Linked DNA regions of Zea mays: region 2 is linked to region 1. The links are chromatin contacts, called in public Hi-C maps. All regions are on one chromosome and are shown on one strand. Each heading gives the region's core, a stretch centred on a gene start, on an enhancer-like site or on the middle of the called end of the contact. The rest is flanking DNA. Distances are from core to core; before and after follow the strand shown. Region 1 holds the start of LOC103641205 (somatic embryogenesis receptor kinase 2-like). Region 2 holds the start of LOC103642514 (ethylene-responsive transcription factor FZP).

Region 1 (7,787 bases), core at 3,679-6,178:
AACACTTGGGGTACAATTTGAACAGAGGAAATGGCACAGTTAACTACCCAGTCAAGAAGCATGACATCATCATCATTAGCAAGACGAGCTAGATCGAAGGCACGTTGTCCTGTAATAAGCTCTAAAAGAGTAATTCCATAGCCAAATACATCAGTTTTCTCAGAGGATTTTCCTGTTGAAAGGTATTCAGGTGCAATGTGCCCAATTGTTCCTCGAACAGCAGTAGTTACATGGGTATCCTTGTAATCCATTAGTTTGGCCAAACCGAAATCCCCCACCACAGCTTCGAAGTCTTCATCTAACAAAATATTTGCAGCTTTGACATCACGATGAATAATCTTTGGATCACAATGATCATGTAAATAAGACAGGCCCCTAGCAGAACCCAATGCAATCCTTTGTCTTGTTTGCCAATCTAGCGGAGGTTCAGCTGGTGGTCGGTCTACAGAATAAAACCAAAGTAATAAAAAGTTCAGAGTTTGATGCTGTTGTTAGAGAGGTGTAACATGAAAGATACAAATTAAAATACGTGAACAGCACTATACTAAAAAAATACCTCTTAAACGTGACGCAACACTTCCATTAGCCATGTATGGATACACAAGCAACCTTTCTGTTGGTGTCATACAGAATCCACGAAGACGCAATAGATTTCTGTGTACAGCCATACTAATCATCTCAACTTCTGTTTGAAACTGTAATTCTCCACCAGGCGTGCGCTCCTCCTTTAGTCTCTTAACAGCAACTAAAGATCCATCTGCCAGCCGTCCTTTGTAGACTTTGCCAAATCCACCTCTTCCAAGAATGTTCTTATTGCTGAAGCCATCTGTTGCAACTTGTAATTCTCGTAGTGAAAATCTTTTAAGCTGGCCAAGATGCACCTCTGGATCTTCCTCGGCTGCCACATTCGAAGTCTCACATTAAGTTAATTCAAATTCAATGTTGTTCCCTAAGTTATTCTCCTGTTGAATACTTACCAGGTACATCAAAGAAATGTTCTTGTGGTTTCCTGCGCCGCCAATAGGCAAAACTAATTGCAGGAATAGCAAATAGCAAGGCTGCACCAGCAGCCACTCCACCAGCAATTGCTCCAGTACTGGAAGAGCTACTTCCTGCAAAAAATAAGATGTCAGTAACAAAGCCATATGTTCCATAGCCTTAATTACTGCCATACTAATGCAGGGTAGGGACAAAAAAAAGAAGGTAGTTATTGACTTGTGCTGCATGCCCGCATACAGGCCTTGTAGCTTCCTGTTGTATACCAGTATCCTTCCCAATCTCTCCAGCTAGACAGCATTATGCTTGTTTTGGAGGTACACAAATCCCAAATAGGATGCCATTTGGATGAAAGAGCAAAGTAAAAAAGGTCCTATTGAACTCAAGGATTTCACTGGACAATCTGAGTAAATCACCTGGTGATTGCACAGGGGTTGTAGGGTTGTATGGAGGAGGTGGAGAAAAGGGAGGAGCACCAGGACAAGGTTTTGTGGTGCCAGGACCACATAAATTAGGGTTGTTCCCAAAACTGCAAAAGAAGACAGGTGTGAATAACAGAAGCATTATCGCTTAAAAATGAAATTTTCAGCTAAAATTCTAGCTTTACCTGATAGGGGTGAATAACGAAAAGGAACCAGTTGATGGAACTTCTCCAGACAAATTGTTATTTGACAGATCCCTGTGATTCCATAGAAACATTTAATTTCCATGTTACATTTAATAATTAAAACCGAACTAACTATGCAACCTGAGAAACAAATACTTACAGGACTTGGAGTGCAGTGATAGCAGTTAACGATTTTGGAATTGAACCAGAAAGGCTGTTGTTGTTAAGACGCCTATGCCCCGCACAAAAGTTAAAAGATGTATCAAATTAGAAACACCGACAGGTAATTTCATAAAAAAATAAGACTTAGACATTATAATAAGTGGAAAACCTAACAACATGATAGAGATAGACACCTTAAAACATCAAAAACAGATTTCTGGATATAAATAATCTAACTACACAATATATACATATGGCAAGAGTCGCTTTCGAAAACAAGGCATCACTCAATGCTGCCATGAATAGCAACCCTATCCTGGAAAATCTAACTTCCAATGGGAGTATGGGACCCAATGAGGCTATGCAGCTACATTCTTAACCTTTTATTTCACAAAGTAGCTGCATTCATGAGTAAAAAAACACAATTTTAACAAACCAGCTATCATGTATGTGGCCTAGTGAAATCTCAACGTAATAGAAGATCTCCCTTGGTCAACACATATAGATGGGATGAAGCAACCAACAATAACTGAGATAGATTCAGTGTGCGTAAGCCAAAAGATTCCTACTCTTAACAGGTTTTACTCTACAGTAACTAGTAGGGAAAATCAATGTGAATATCTTACAAGAACCGCAGCTTCAATAGCTTCCCCAATGAATCTGGTATGGGACCAGTGAAGTTGTTCAAGTACAAATCCAAACTGACCAAGTTTGTAAGATTCCCAAGTTCACTAGGTATAGTGCCACTGATATTATTACTGTAGAGCTCCCTGTATAAAAACACGATATGAAGGCAGTGACTAATTTTAAAAACAAAAGAAAGTAACCAAGCTATGGCATGCCACAGTAAATGGTTGAGGTCATTAGTGATTAACAAAGGCAGTGAATGTTACTTTGATGTCACCCAGTTAATAGTGGCAACAGCATTGTCATTTTATATAGAACAGGCTCGACATTTAAGACAGAATATGCCAGTCACTTATTTTGAGAGGAAGATGTGCTGTGTATTATACCTCGCCAGAGCAACATGTGATATTTAGACATTGTAGCTGCATAACCTTATTTTCATCTATGTAATAAGTATTCTGAACAGGATATTTCTTATATGAGCAATCATGCCTGAAATGTTTTCACCTAGAAAGCTAATATACTCTTCCTCCACATGCAAAATCAGTATGGGATTACAAAACACAGCAAAGGAAGAGAACTTACAGGTACTGCAAGTTTTTGAGCTGGCCAAGTTGCGGAACCAAAGTTCCTGATAGTGCAGCATTTCCAAGATCACTGCAAATGAGGAAAAACTTTCAGTACGAAACACAGAATATGTGCAACTCACTGATGAAATATAGTGGAGGAAAAGGTGAACCTACACTCTGATAACACTGTTGTCATTATTGCAGGTAACATGAAACCAAGTGCAGGGGTTGACCAGAGTGGGATCCCAACTTTGTAGAACATTATTAGGATCATTTAAGTTAGTCCTCAAGCTATGCAAGGCATCACCTGTCAATAGCAGAATGGAAAATACATACTTCTTTAGTCAGAAATGTCACTCGCAAACAAAGGAGTGCGTCAATCAAAAAAAAAACTGTATCCCTAGATAATATCCTTAAATACAAAGTTTCCCTAGTACTTTGTTTGTTAGGTAGTCATAACTTAAAAAAAAGCATCATCAAATACAAATGAAAATGATAATATCGAAATCCACTCCACTAGTACTTGTAGCGAATGGGCTAATGGCATCAAGGAAGAAAGAGCTTCAGCTCTACAACTCAGAATTTAAACAGTTTCCCTCAAATTAGTAGAAGCATCAAAGCAAAAACGCAACAGGACAACTGTCTATCCTACGACAAAACACTTTGCTCCGAACAAACAAAATACAGCACAACGGCACCCCCAAAACAAGCAAGCAACACAAGCGAGTCATCAGCGTGAGCCTAACGGCACCCAAAACAAGCAAGCAACACAAGCAAGTCATGCAAAGTCCTAACTCCTAGCCAATCCCATCCCAAGAACCAGAAACAGACAACCAACCATAAACCGCTGCTCATCCCCTCCCCTCCACTACCCCCCAACAAGCAAATCATATGACTAGGAGTATGAAAAAAATCACTCTGAGTAGCATAACCAAACACAGACACCGAGGCCCTCCCTGAGAATTGCCCGGCCACCAACTAGAAACAGAAGTATATCCAGAGACAACAAAACCACGTCAGGAGACGTCCAAATCAAGCCTAACGACCGGTAAGGCGACTGTGCTAGCGTTGCCCGAACAAACCAGCGCGCAGCAAACATCAAGCAGAATCTAGCGAAGCAATTTAATGGAACAGTAGTACGAAGCCACGGGCGGTAGGGCATCACGTCAGGACGCACAGGGCCGCAGCAGGACCGACGGCTGAAACGGGGGCGGCATGAACGCCCCAAAGTCAGATGAATTCAGAGAGGATAGGAGGAATCCAATAAATCATGCCAAGACACTAAACTCTCTAAGTTTTGGTCTCGGAGAGCACGAAATTTGCAGCGAGGAGAAGGACGGCACGGCCAGTTGCCAGACACCCGAATCCGCGGCAGAGCAGAAGTAAATTCGAATTTGTTTGGCCAAACGCAGAAACGGCTCCGCGAGGGCCAGGAATGGCGCCCAGCCAAACCCCTCGGGAACGGCACTTGCCGCGTGCATCGTGGTGTGCTAGACCAACCCACCGATTTGAAGTAGGTCCCGTGGGAGCAGACAGAGCTCCCGGAAACAACCCAGCGGCAGACGGGCCAACTCGGCGGCGGGAGGGGTGAGCAAGAGCAAGGCAAGCAAAGCGGGGAGAGCAAGACGGGCGCACCGCCGCACCGCACCTTCGGTGTTGGCCAGCACGAGCGCGGCCGGGTGGAGCAGCCGCAGCAGCAGCGGCAGCAGGGCCCAGACCGCTGACCGGCGCCGCGCCTCCGCCGCAGCCATTGCCGCGCGACACCCACCTCCGCTAGATCCCTCGTCGGCCCGCCGCCATTCCAGCCGGATCAGGCAGTCCGCAGCGCCGCCCCGGCAGGCCGGGCGATCCGGCGAGGATTCGGTCCGGCGGGCGCAGGCTCCGCTTCCGCCGGCCCCGCCCCCGTCCCTCTCTCTCTCCTCTTTCTCGATCTCTCCGAATCGTCCCCCCACCTTTCACCCACTCTGCGGCTGCGCTTCCCTTTTCGACGGCCTCGCCCTTTTTCTTTTTTATCGCCTGGGCTCCTTTTCGCTGCGGTTGCGTAGAACGGCGATACGACGAGGCACGGGTGGTGGGATAGGGGTGGGGGTGGAATCGAACGGGATTAGAGATTGCAATGGGTACAAACTCGTTGGGTTTTGCCATCCCAAATCTGTACCCGTGAAAAATATATATGCCCATTAAAAAACCCGTACCCATGACGGGTTTGAGATTTTGCCCAAACCCGTACCCATCGGGTTAGCGGGTACCCATGGGTTACCCGCGGGTTTCATCTCCAATATACTTGTTCTTCTCATAATCAATAAGTATCGTAATGATTAATGAGATCATGATCCAAATTTTATGTAATGAACAATGAGTTCATGATTTGGTATAAAAATTATTAGTAGAGAGAATGAAATACAAATAATAAGTTGTATAATTAAGTGACCTTGCACTAAGTTATCCATCCATCACATATATAACACTAGTAAAAACTATAATAGCAAGCAAGCAACACTCTCACCGACTACTAATACATTCACCAGTTGATAAAGTTAGGAAGTAAATAAGGAATAACAAGTGTGTTGTTCATTTATAAAATAAAATGACAATATGCACTAGGTTTGGTCGGGTTTAAAAAACTCACGGGTTCACGGGTTTGGGTACTATAGGAACAAACCCGTACCCATAAACCCGTCGGGTATAGATTTATGCCCATTAACAAACCAATGGGTATGAAAATTGACCCAAACCCGTACCCTAATGGGGTAAAAACCCATCGGGTTTCGGGTACCCATTGCCATCTCTAAACGGGATATTGTTTTTTTAGGGGGGGAAAGGGGAGCGTGGGCGTGGGTAGCTTCTCGCTCGTGTTTTGGCTTTTGTTTAGGCGGGCGTGGGTTTAGGAGCCAGAGCTTGGATTAGCGGCGCCAAAGACGCAGGCACGGGATAGTGTGGGTTTGCGATGCGACTGGGGCTGCGAGCGAGCGAGCCAGCCCCGATGGGCATGGACGACGCCGCTGCGGTGCCGGAACGGAGTCAACGAAACGGGGCTACTGTGGGTGGGACGGCGGGAGGATAGATCCCGTGCGGATGGTCGAACAGGCAGCAGAAAGTTTTATATGATCACCACCAACTCACTGGTTGTCCGTCGGGTTTCCACTCTCAACTGTTGGTCAAGGGGGATGTCTTCAGCTTTTAACTTCTCCCAACAAAGCTATTTCTAAGCAGCTAAACATTTAAAATGATAACTAATTCAGGTGGCGAGCAGTAGATAATCACTTCTTCATTTATATTAGGAGTTGGAAGCTAAAAAAACCCCATTCACTCTACTCATTGTTATATTTTGTTAAGGCATCCGTACCGGTTGAAGGTGTTGACGCCGATCTGGGCGCAAAACACTGGAACGGTTGCCTGGCGGTGCTTTCTACGGAGGTGTGGATGGTCCGCGGCCGGGGGCCGGACGGTCCACGACCTGGCGTAGGAACGACTTCTCCTCTGCTTGCTTACGTCCGGATGGTCCGCGCCTAGGGCTCGGACGGTCCACGCCTGGGGCTCGGACGGTCCACGATGGCGCAAAAGGGTCTTCTTCTTCGCAGTAGGCCTAGATCTCGCCTCTCGGGAGGGAGCCTGTCGGGGAGGATAGATCCTAGGCAGCAGGCCACCCATGACGTCTCTAGTCGACGTAGAGTCGAAGAGAGGTAAAGATTTGATGTAGAGGGAGACTAAACCAAGGCTAAACTAAAACTACTCCTAATACATAAGGTAAAAACGATAAGTAGATTTGATTTGATCGATTATAAGGGATTCAATCGGCCGTAACCCTTCATCTATATAAAGGAGAGGTCTAGACCCATTACAAGTCGTTTTCCGAGTTAATCCCTCAGATTTAGCTAACAAATCACACAATAAACTCGAAATCCTAACTGATTATGCGCACGCGCGGACCGTCCAGGCCACCACCACGGACCGTCCAGCCTCAGGGCCGGACCGTCTGCAAGGACATTTTCTGTGTTCAACATATGCCCCCATGTCTTTTGGTGGAGGTTGACGGACCAAAAGCATATGCACTAAGCGTGGTGCAAGTCATCGGCTTTTCAAACCAATAGAGCGATCATTTAATAGAGCTCTAATGCATATAGGTCGTTTAGGATTGCATCTTTCTTGGCCATAACCATCTAATCAACGGATCAAAAGGTATAGAATGGAGGTGTCCCCCAGCCTGAATAGACAAAGGGACTATGCATATACCATGGGTTCATCGTCGTTCAAAGTCGCCTAGAGGGGGTGGATAGGCGAAAACTGAAATTTATAAACTTTAAGCACACTTCAAGCCGGGGTTAGCGTTAGAATAAAAGTTAAGTCCGGGAGAGAGGGGAAATCAAATCAACCAAGAAAATAAGGCGGATGACACGGTGATTTGTTTTACCGAGGTTCGGTTCCAAAGAACCTAGTCCCCGTTGAGGTGGTCACAAAGACCGGGTCTCTTTCAACCCTTTCCCTCTCTCAAACGGTCACCTAGACCGAGTGAGCTTTCTCCTTAATCAAACGGGTCACTTAGACCCCACAAGGACCACCACACACTTGGTGTCTCTTGCTTTAATTATAAGTCACTTAGAGAACAAGAATGAGGAAGAAGAAAGCCAACCAAGCAACAAGAGCAACAAAGAAACACAAGACAATCTTCTCACAAGTCCTAAAATACTAGAGTTAAATTGTGGACTTGGATTTGATCGGAGGCTTTGATTTGTGTCTTGGAGTGTAGTGTATTGCTCTTGTATTGAATGCACTGTTGTGAATGCTTGGATCGTTGGAGTGGAGGTGGTTGGGGGGGTATTTATAGC
Region 2 (7,787 bases), core at 2,487-4,986, 200 kb after region 1:
CCGTCAGCAGAGTGGACAGGGCACATTAAATGCTGAGACGGCACATCCCTCGTCAGTGGAGTAGACAGGACGCATTTAATGCTGAACCGGCACATCACCTGTCAGCTTGGCAGGCGATGCGCCCCTTCCGCAATAAATGCAAAGGCCGCGCGGCCATAGGCCTTATGTCTGACTCCACCCGCTGACTTACGTCACAGGCAGTAGGCCACGTGGCAACATCGGGTCTCCGCCTGAGCGGGGAGTGGGAGCGCTCGCGGTATGGTCCGGACACGTGTCAGCACTGGACCCCCGCCTGGCCTTGATTAAGGCCTGGGTATTCTTTGCCTTGGAATACCGAGACCATACTGTGAGTAGCCCTAACCCCTCCTGAGGGGTCCGGGACCCATTCCAAGGGTCTGATTTGTACCAGTGGAGGTCTTGAACTTTGCCCGGAGGTCCGGGCTGTGCATCCAGGGGTCCGGCACTTTCCTGTGGAGGTCTGGACCCACTGTCGCCACCTTGGAGTATATCGTCTCCTCTAGCCACGTGGGCGGCCCCGGAGCCGTCCATGTGGAGAGGTCGGGTGTTGTTCATCGTGTGACTAGAGATAGCCGCGTGGGCACCGTGTCTTCATACTGTAGTAGGGGTACCCCTGATTGAGGGTACCGACAATGATCAATATGTGAACCATTATGGAATTTTCTATCAAATATATAGATCCAGTCGATCGAACACCATCAGTCAAATTGGCTTATTTATATTGATACGTGCACTTACCTCGTATATTCTAGAAGTGAGTAGAGATAAAGTTCCTGAAATAGTCCTTGCAAGGATATGCAATTCGTTTGCTAAATCTTTATGTGCATATACTTCCAGAAGAAGATGTTTTGCCTTATTGATACAGTTTTGCAAGGATCAGGGGGAGCACATTTCTAAAGTTAGCCCTTGTAGAAGATTCGATAGAATCTAGATCCGAGAGGATCGGAATCTGTCTCGATGACAGCTGTTGTACTCTTTTTCCCTTGGTGAGTTTTCTTGAAGTTTCTCACGTGAGGTTTTTAACGAGGCAACAAAGTGCAAATGCAATTTTTATCACCATGCACTCTTTCTCCATATATTTTCCCATTGGGTTTTCGGAGTTTTAACGAGGCATATGTTGGTCGTGGTATCCGTCCAAGGGAGAGTGTTAAGTAACCCTAGTTAGGGTTATGTGGGCAAATACCTGCTTTGCCCCTGAGGGGTCTCACATCTCTATATAAGGAACCTATACACCCCCTCATAATACAGAAAAGAGAATGAGGCCAGAGGCCCAACCCTATACATGTGTCTCGTGTGTTACTCTGTCGTGCTTTTAGGAAGGGAGACGGGTTCTCTACAGCTTCTCACGCCTCTACTGCTGATGGGAGGGAAGGTAGCAGATCTAGTGATCCGTGGTGACGTAGTTCTCAACAATACTAATAGATTAATTACTTGGCGCTTCATGACATTGTTTTAAGCAAATGTCTTCTAAAGCTTGGCGATGCAAACACATTTAGGATCCGTCGAAGCATCCACACTAGTGTTCAAAAGCTTACGACTTGCGAGTTTTGCCTTTCTTCTTCCTTCTGTCATTGCTGAATTCTCAGACATTCTAGATGCTATTACCAAACGCAAAACAAGCGGAGCTCCATTATAGTCAGGGTATTTATGATGTACGAACAATGGTAATAATAACCAGCTAGATATATTATTAATGCGACGGTACGATGATCTTCCTACCTCTATCACACGTTATGCTACAACATATGCGAAATGGCCTCTAGCCGAGTTAGTTAGATAGTACGAGTAGCACTCCACAGGTCCTGAGTTTGACTTCCCCATGTGAGCGAATTTCAGGCTATGGTTAAGAAAATCTCTTCGTCTGTCCACGCTAAAGCACAATTCTAATTTTCGGTCCCAGTTGTTTCTCACATGAACTACAGTGCCACTGTGTGTATGGATGAGGCAGGAATTCGGAGATTTGAGAATGTCTTTTTCTTAATATAATGTCGGGGCTATCTTACCCCACACATCGAGTTTTTTTGTTATACTATAATATATGGATTTTCACACGAGAGCGAATCGAGGTCCATTTCAAATATATAAGACATGTTTCAAATTTGAGAGCCTTTCTTTCAACCAAAGTGACTCTCGATAGGTTCAATATATGATTGTCACACCAGTTGACGTATTTTGTATACCCTTCAATGAAAAGAATACAACTCAAAGATGTGGAGATCCAAATAACTATGAAACTTGGTGGAGATGTACATCTGTCAGCAATCACATCTTCCCCAACTGCATGCTACATGTTGAAAACCGCTTCACTTGTGTTGACACCAAGAAGCTAGCTCCACACTCATCCAATATAATACTCATTAAATCTGGACAACAACGAATGTCACAAAGAGCAGGAGTCAAGGATTAATTTAGGACCGGACTATATTTTATATACGCATAAGAGTTGGTGTGCAACTACAGTGGATCTTGATGGGCCGCATGCTATCGAGTCCCGCTGGGCCATCATGACATGCCAAGAGAGAAGCCCAGTTATGGCCCTCCCATTGGCGTAGGCCACCACGGGCTATGCTGTGCTTTGGACCAATCCAAATCGTGACGCTTGCCGCTTGGTCTTGTGGCCTTTGCTTGGGTTTGGGGGTATGCATTCAATTGGATTCAGCTTATCACTATTTGGCTATTATAGTGTTAGAAAAGAAGCTAGAGTCGACGAAGCAAAATTAAAAAATAAAAAATCATCGGCTCTTTGAGAGGAGAAAAAAAAATTCTACGAACAATACTAGAACAATTTTGGTACTGTATGAGTCGGAGTTTATAGAATCAGGCATAACCACTTTTATTCTTATCCTAAAATATAAGTCGTCCTCTCTATATACACACACGTACGTCGACCTAGTGCTATAAAGAAAATTAAATATATATCTTGGTTGACGTAGTGCTATAAAGAAAATTAAATGTGTATCTTGGTTTTTAAATCAGAAGTGGTTACGTGTTATATACTGACTGATGAGTATTTGACAAAGTTGTCAAGGGCAGGTGCTAGCGTGCTTGGCTCGTAGGGAGCAGCGCCCACACCAGAATGGACTAATAAGTGTCTGAAAGAGATCGATAAGTACTTAAGTAGGGCGCCCGCACCAGAATGCACCCCACTAGTGATGCATGTGGGATGTGGCCATCGTCATTAGCTATTTGAGTGAGCAATTACGAGCTTATTATCTCGAAATTTCTATGGCAATATTGGTGAGGCTGTCTCCGGCAGCTATCCTATATTATCGCTATCTCATTCCCTATTTTAAACATTATACTGTAAGATGTAATTATATCTCCTATTTTATGACTAATGTTCCGGACATGATTATTAGCGCCTCAATAAAAAATGGTCCGCACTGCACCGTGATTATATCTATATTTTTTTATACAAGCCAGCTTAACAAAGCACAGTTGTCCCTTTCAATCGCCTCTAATTAGCCAGCTCAAATTTCTTAGCAGCAAATCATCATTTACGTATGGAAGAACTTGGAAACACAGTCTGTCGTCCGTACAGCACAGTGTGGTGCGGTGACGCTGTAGCGCGCACTCGCACATGGCGCAGCAAAATGCGGTCGCGCCCTGTCCCCGATCATGTCGACGAAAACGAGGAGAAAAGCCGAGCGGACGACGGTGGCAATTAAAACATAACGCGCGCTTTGCTCCCCGCTGCCGCCGCCCTCGGTCCGCCATATCCATGCATGAATGCATCCCACCCACGACGACAAGCCAACTCCGTCATCCTTTTGACACTATAAAACCCATGGCGCGACTCGCGAGTGGTCCCAGCCCAGCCCCCAAGTGACAAGTCCAAAGCCCTAGCTAGCTGGTTCACTTCACTATTCACTCGTCGTGTGGTCTAGCTAGCTAGTGTCTACTAGCTCGTTTGTTGGGTAGCCCAGCCTATTGCTAGTTACGTCGTCGAGTGGCTGCTGGCAATGGCGGACCAGGCGGTGGCAGCGACGACCGCGCACGACCAGCACCAGCAACAGCAGCGGAGGCGGCGCTCGCGGGCGTCGAGCGAGTACCTGGGCGTGCGGCGGCGGCCGTGGGGCAGGTACGCCGCGGAGATCCGGAACCCGGTGACCAAGGAGCGCCACTGGCTCGGCACCTTCGACACAGCCGAGGACGCCGCCGTCGCCTACGACCTCTCAGCGATCTCCATCTCCGGCCCCGCCGCCGCGCGCACCAACTTCTGCTACCCGCGCGGGGCCGCCCGCGGGCTCCCCTCGGCGCACGCGCTCCCGCGGCAGGGGCTGCAGCTGCTGCCTCACTCTCCGGCGGTGCCATCCCCGGCGGCGCCGCCATCGGCGTTGTTGCCCGCGGGTGGCGGCGGCGGCGGTGGAACGGTGGATGGCTGTGATTATGATTGTGAATGGCGCCACCTCAAGGCGGTGGAGGAGGCCGATGCCGACGACGAGTCCATGACGATCGCGGCCATTCTGCAGAGCTTCCAGCATCTGAACGCTCCATCGGCACCCCCTGCCTCGCTGTATTAGCTGTACTGTACGCGTGTGACCTGTTTGAGAACTGGGCCAGAGAGTATGAGTGTATGACGTGGGGGTGATGTATGCTCATAGTCATAACCCGTGTCAGCCATACATCTTTAGCATGTCGCATTCTAGTTTCTTATTACTCCATTTGGTACACCCTTTTACCAGTAATAGACAAGAAGAACAACAATAACAACAATACGGTTGTTAGAATAAGTTATGACACAAAAGAGTATAAGGAAAATGTAAAAAAAAAGATAATAAATTGATTTTCATCGTAGTCTTCCTCCTCACCTTCGGATAAAAGATTAAGCAAGAGGGTGAGCTTTATTTATGGTGAAGGCTCTCAGCAAATGAGAGGAAATACGCAAGGTTAGCAAGGTAGGCTATGGTTATGCGGTAAGTATTTTAGTTGGTCAATATTTTATTAACAACACCTATTTACTAAAAATGATTGTATAACAAACCTAATTAAGCATAAGCATAATAAGTATAACTCAAAAACACTTAAGTGAAAACACTTAAGCAAACCACTTTAACCCAAAAGTTCACGATTTAATATCCATCTTAGATTTCAATTATTATGTGAGGGTCCAGGCTTCTCTTAAGTCGTGTATCCACTCTAACCTGGGTTCGCGAGTTCACTATTCACTTTCGAGGTGAATGACTAGGGATCCACTACGAGGCTTTCACAAAACACACTTAATACAAGACAACCTGCTAAGGTTTCGAGTCGGGATGGTGACAATCCATGATTTCTACAGGCGGTTCTTTAAGAAAATCGCCTATAGAAATCCATGATTTTTAGTGGCGGTTTTAATAAGGAACCGCCAATAGAATCATTTTTATCCTTAATTTTTCGAGTTTTCCAAACGACCTCATATGTTGAAACTACCAAAATAAAAGTTGTCGATCTCTAAATGTTATAAAACTTTGTAGTTGACAACTTTTTTATTTGAAATCATTTCGGCACTCAAAAATTGTATCTAAATTTGTCGAATTTTAAAATTCAAATTTTGCAAACGACATCGGATGAAAACGTGTCAAAATGAAAGTTGTAGAACTTCAAAAGTTATTCAACTTTGTAGTTGATAAGTTTTTATTTGAATTCATTTACGGTATCAAACAAGCAATTTACACTCAGTTATTTGTAATATGTGAACAACAAAACAACAAATTAGACACAAAGCATGCCGTAGATAGAGTGGTAGATGAGCAGTGGCGGACGCAGGACCAAAATTCATGGGGGGCCAAAAAAACACATTACAACTGAGAAAGAGGCGGGGTCAGATGATGTCTCCAACTGAGAGCCAGGGCTCGCTGGTTCGTCAAGCTCGCCAGCTGTCGGGGACGGGTCGCATCATCGAGACGAGCGAGGTCGGGTCTGCCAAGAGCGGGATGGTGTCATGACGATAACGAGCGAGACGAGGACGTTGGGAAGGGGGCCAGTGTTAGGCGACGTCAGGCGTCAAGAAGGAGGCGACGGTGTCAAGAACGGAGCATCTGGGCGGATTGGCCCCGGCAGGTCGGGACGTCAGAAGAAATGGGACCTGATGGATAGATGCGAGAACTAGATCAAAGAGGATGGAAGTTGAGAGAACTGCTCAGGGCAATTTTAGCCGATCCAAACCTTATTTTTATATATTTTACAGTATGTTAACATTAGGTATAAGAGGTTATACAAAATTGAGGCGGTCCTTCTATGGCTCCGACAGCGTCGGAAAGAATGAGACTGGATGAATAGATGTGAGGATTAGACCAAGTAAAAGGACGAGAGTCGATAGAATTGGACTAATTCGACAAGGAGACCCATAACAGAACTGTTTTAGCCTATCTAAATCTTTATTTTAAATATATTTAACAGTAAATAAACATAATATATAAAAGGTCATAAAAATTGAGGGGGGGCCACGGCCCACTTTGCCCCCCTGTGCGTCCGCCCCTGTAAATGAGGATACTCGTGAGGGTGAATTCGGGAGTACGAGGTCCCCATTGGCGGTTTTCTTAGCTCAATCACCAGTGGAAACCGCGGTCCTAAGTTATCCACCTGTAAAAATGATGATTTCTACTGGCTCCTACCGCCAGTGAAAATAGGTTCACAACCACCACTATAAAGCTTCTGGGTACTAGTGATGTGCTCCAATCTCATCATCACCCTCTTTGCCAAGATGGCCCCATTGATGTTGTAATCCAAACGATGGAATAGATGATGAGGAACCCATGTGACGTCTACCCCAAAGTGGAATGGGGTTTTTTGACAAGAACCCACCAAGGATATCTACCATAAATGGAATATGATTTTTGTTAGACAATCGGTGCACTCTGATGTGTTAACTTCGTATGTGCAATCAAATATTCTTGATCTCTCACATAGGTACGAGTTACAACCATCTTTGCACACGAATAATTATGAGATCATAGGAATGTTCTTATTCATATGCGCTAGAAATGAGTCAAATAGTAAGGTTCAAAACAAATTAAACTCGCTAAACAATTATCATGTGAGGGTCCAGTCTTCTCTTAAATCGTGTATCCTCTCTAGCCTGGGTTCGCGAGTTCACTATTAACTTTCAAGATAAATGACTATAGATCTATTATGAGGCTTTCACAAAATACACTTAATACAAGACAACTCGCTAAGGTTTGGAATCGGGATGACAATCCATGATTTCTATGGACGGCTCCTTAAGAAAATCGTCTATAGAAATCCATAATTTTTAGTGACGGTTTTCATAAGGATCTGCCAATCGAATCATTTTTATTCTTAATTTTTCGAGTTTTTCAAACAACCTCATATGTTGAAACTACCAAATAAAAGTTGTAGATCTCTAAAAGTTGAAACTTTGTAGTTGACAACTTTTTTATTTGAAATCATTTCGGCTCTCAAAAATTGCATCTAAATTTGTCAAATTTTAAAATTCAAATTTTGTAAACGACATCGGATGAAAAGTGTTAAAATGAAAGTTGTAGAACTTTAAAAGTTATTCAACTTTGTAGTTGACAACTTTTGTATTTGAATTCATTTACGGTCTCAAACAAGCAATTTACACTCAGTTGGTTGTAATATGTGCACAACAAAACAACAAACTAGACACAAAGCATGCCATAGACAAAATGATAGAGAAGGATACGCGTGAGGGTGAAATCGGGGGTTCGAGGTCTCTCTTTAGATAAAATAAATTTTTGTTGTTTTTAAAACCCCCGCTGGCGGTTTTCTTAGCTCAACCGACAGTGAAAACCGATTTCCACTGG

Evidence for each region. Hi-C and Micro-C count contacts between places; a contact is called where the count stands out from the background.
Region 2: a Hi-C map of tassel shows a contact between it and region 1, with 2.4 times the contacts expected there. The contact joins the promoter of LOC103642514 here to the promoter of LOC103641205 in region 1. A contact is called at or near these places in 5 of 25 Hi-C or Micro-C datasets (bundle sheath, ear, leaf and 1 more).

Annotation. Positions count from the first base shown.
Region 1 is chr10:72,462,701-72,470,487 of Zm-B73-REFERENCE-NAM-5.0, forward strand. It overlaps LOC103641205 (somatic embryogenesis receptor kinase 2-like), which reads right to left and starts at 4,929. Exons shown (of 11, transcript NM_001326455.1): 1 at 4,610-4,929; 2 at 3,136-3,268; 3 at 2,978-3,049; 4 at 2,392-2,535; 5 at 1,764-1,835; 6 at 1,604-1,675; 7 at 1,413-1,525; 8 at 978-1,112; 9 at 557-898; 10 at 48-442. The coding sequence starts at 4,712.
Region 2 is chr10:72,666,622-72,674,408 of Zm-B73-REFERENCE-NAM-5.0, forward strand. LOC103642514 (ethylene-responsive transcription factor FZP) reads left to right here and starts at 3,737. Exons shown (of 1, transcript XM_008665772.2): 1 at 3,737-4,734. The coding sequence starts at 3,981. The coding sequence ends at 4,541.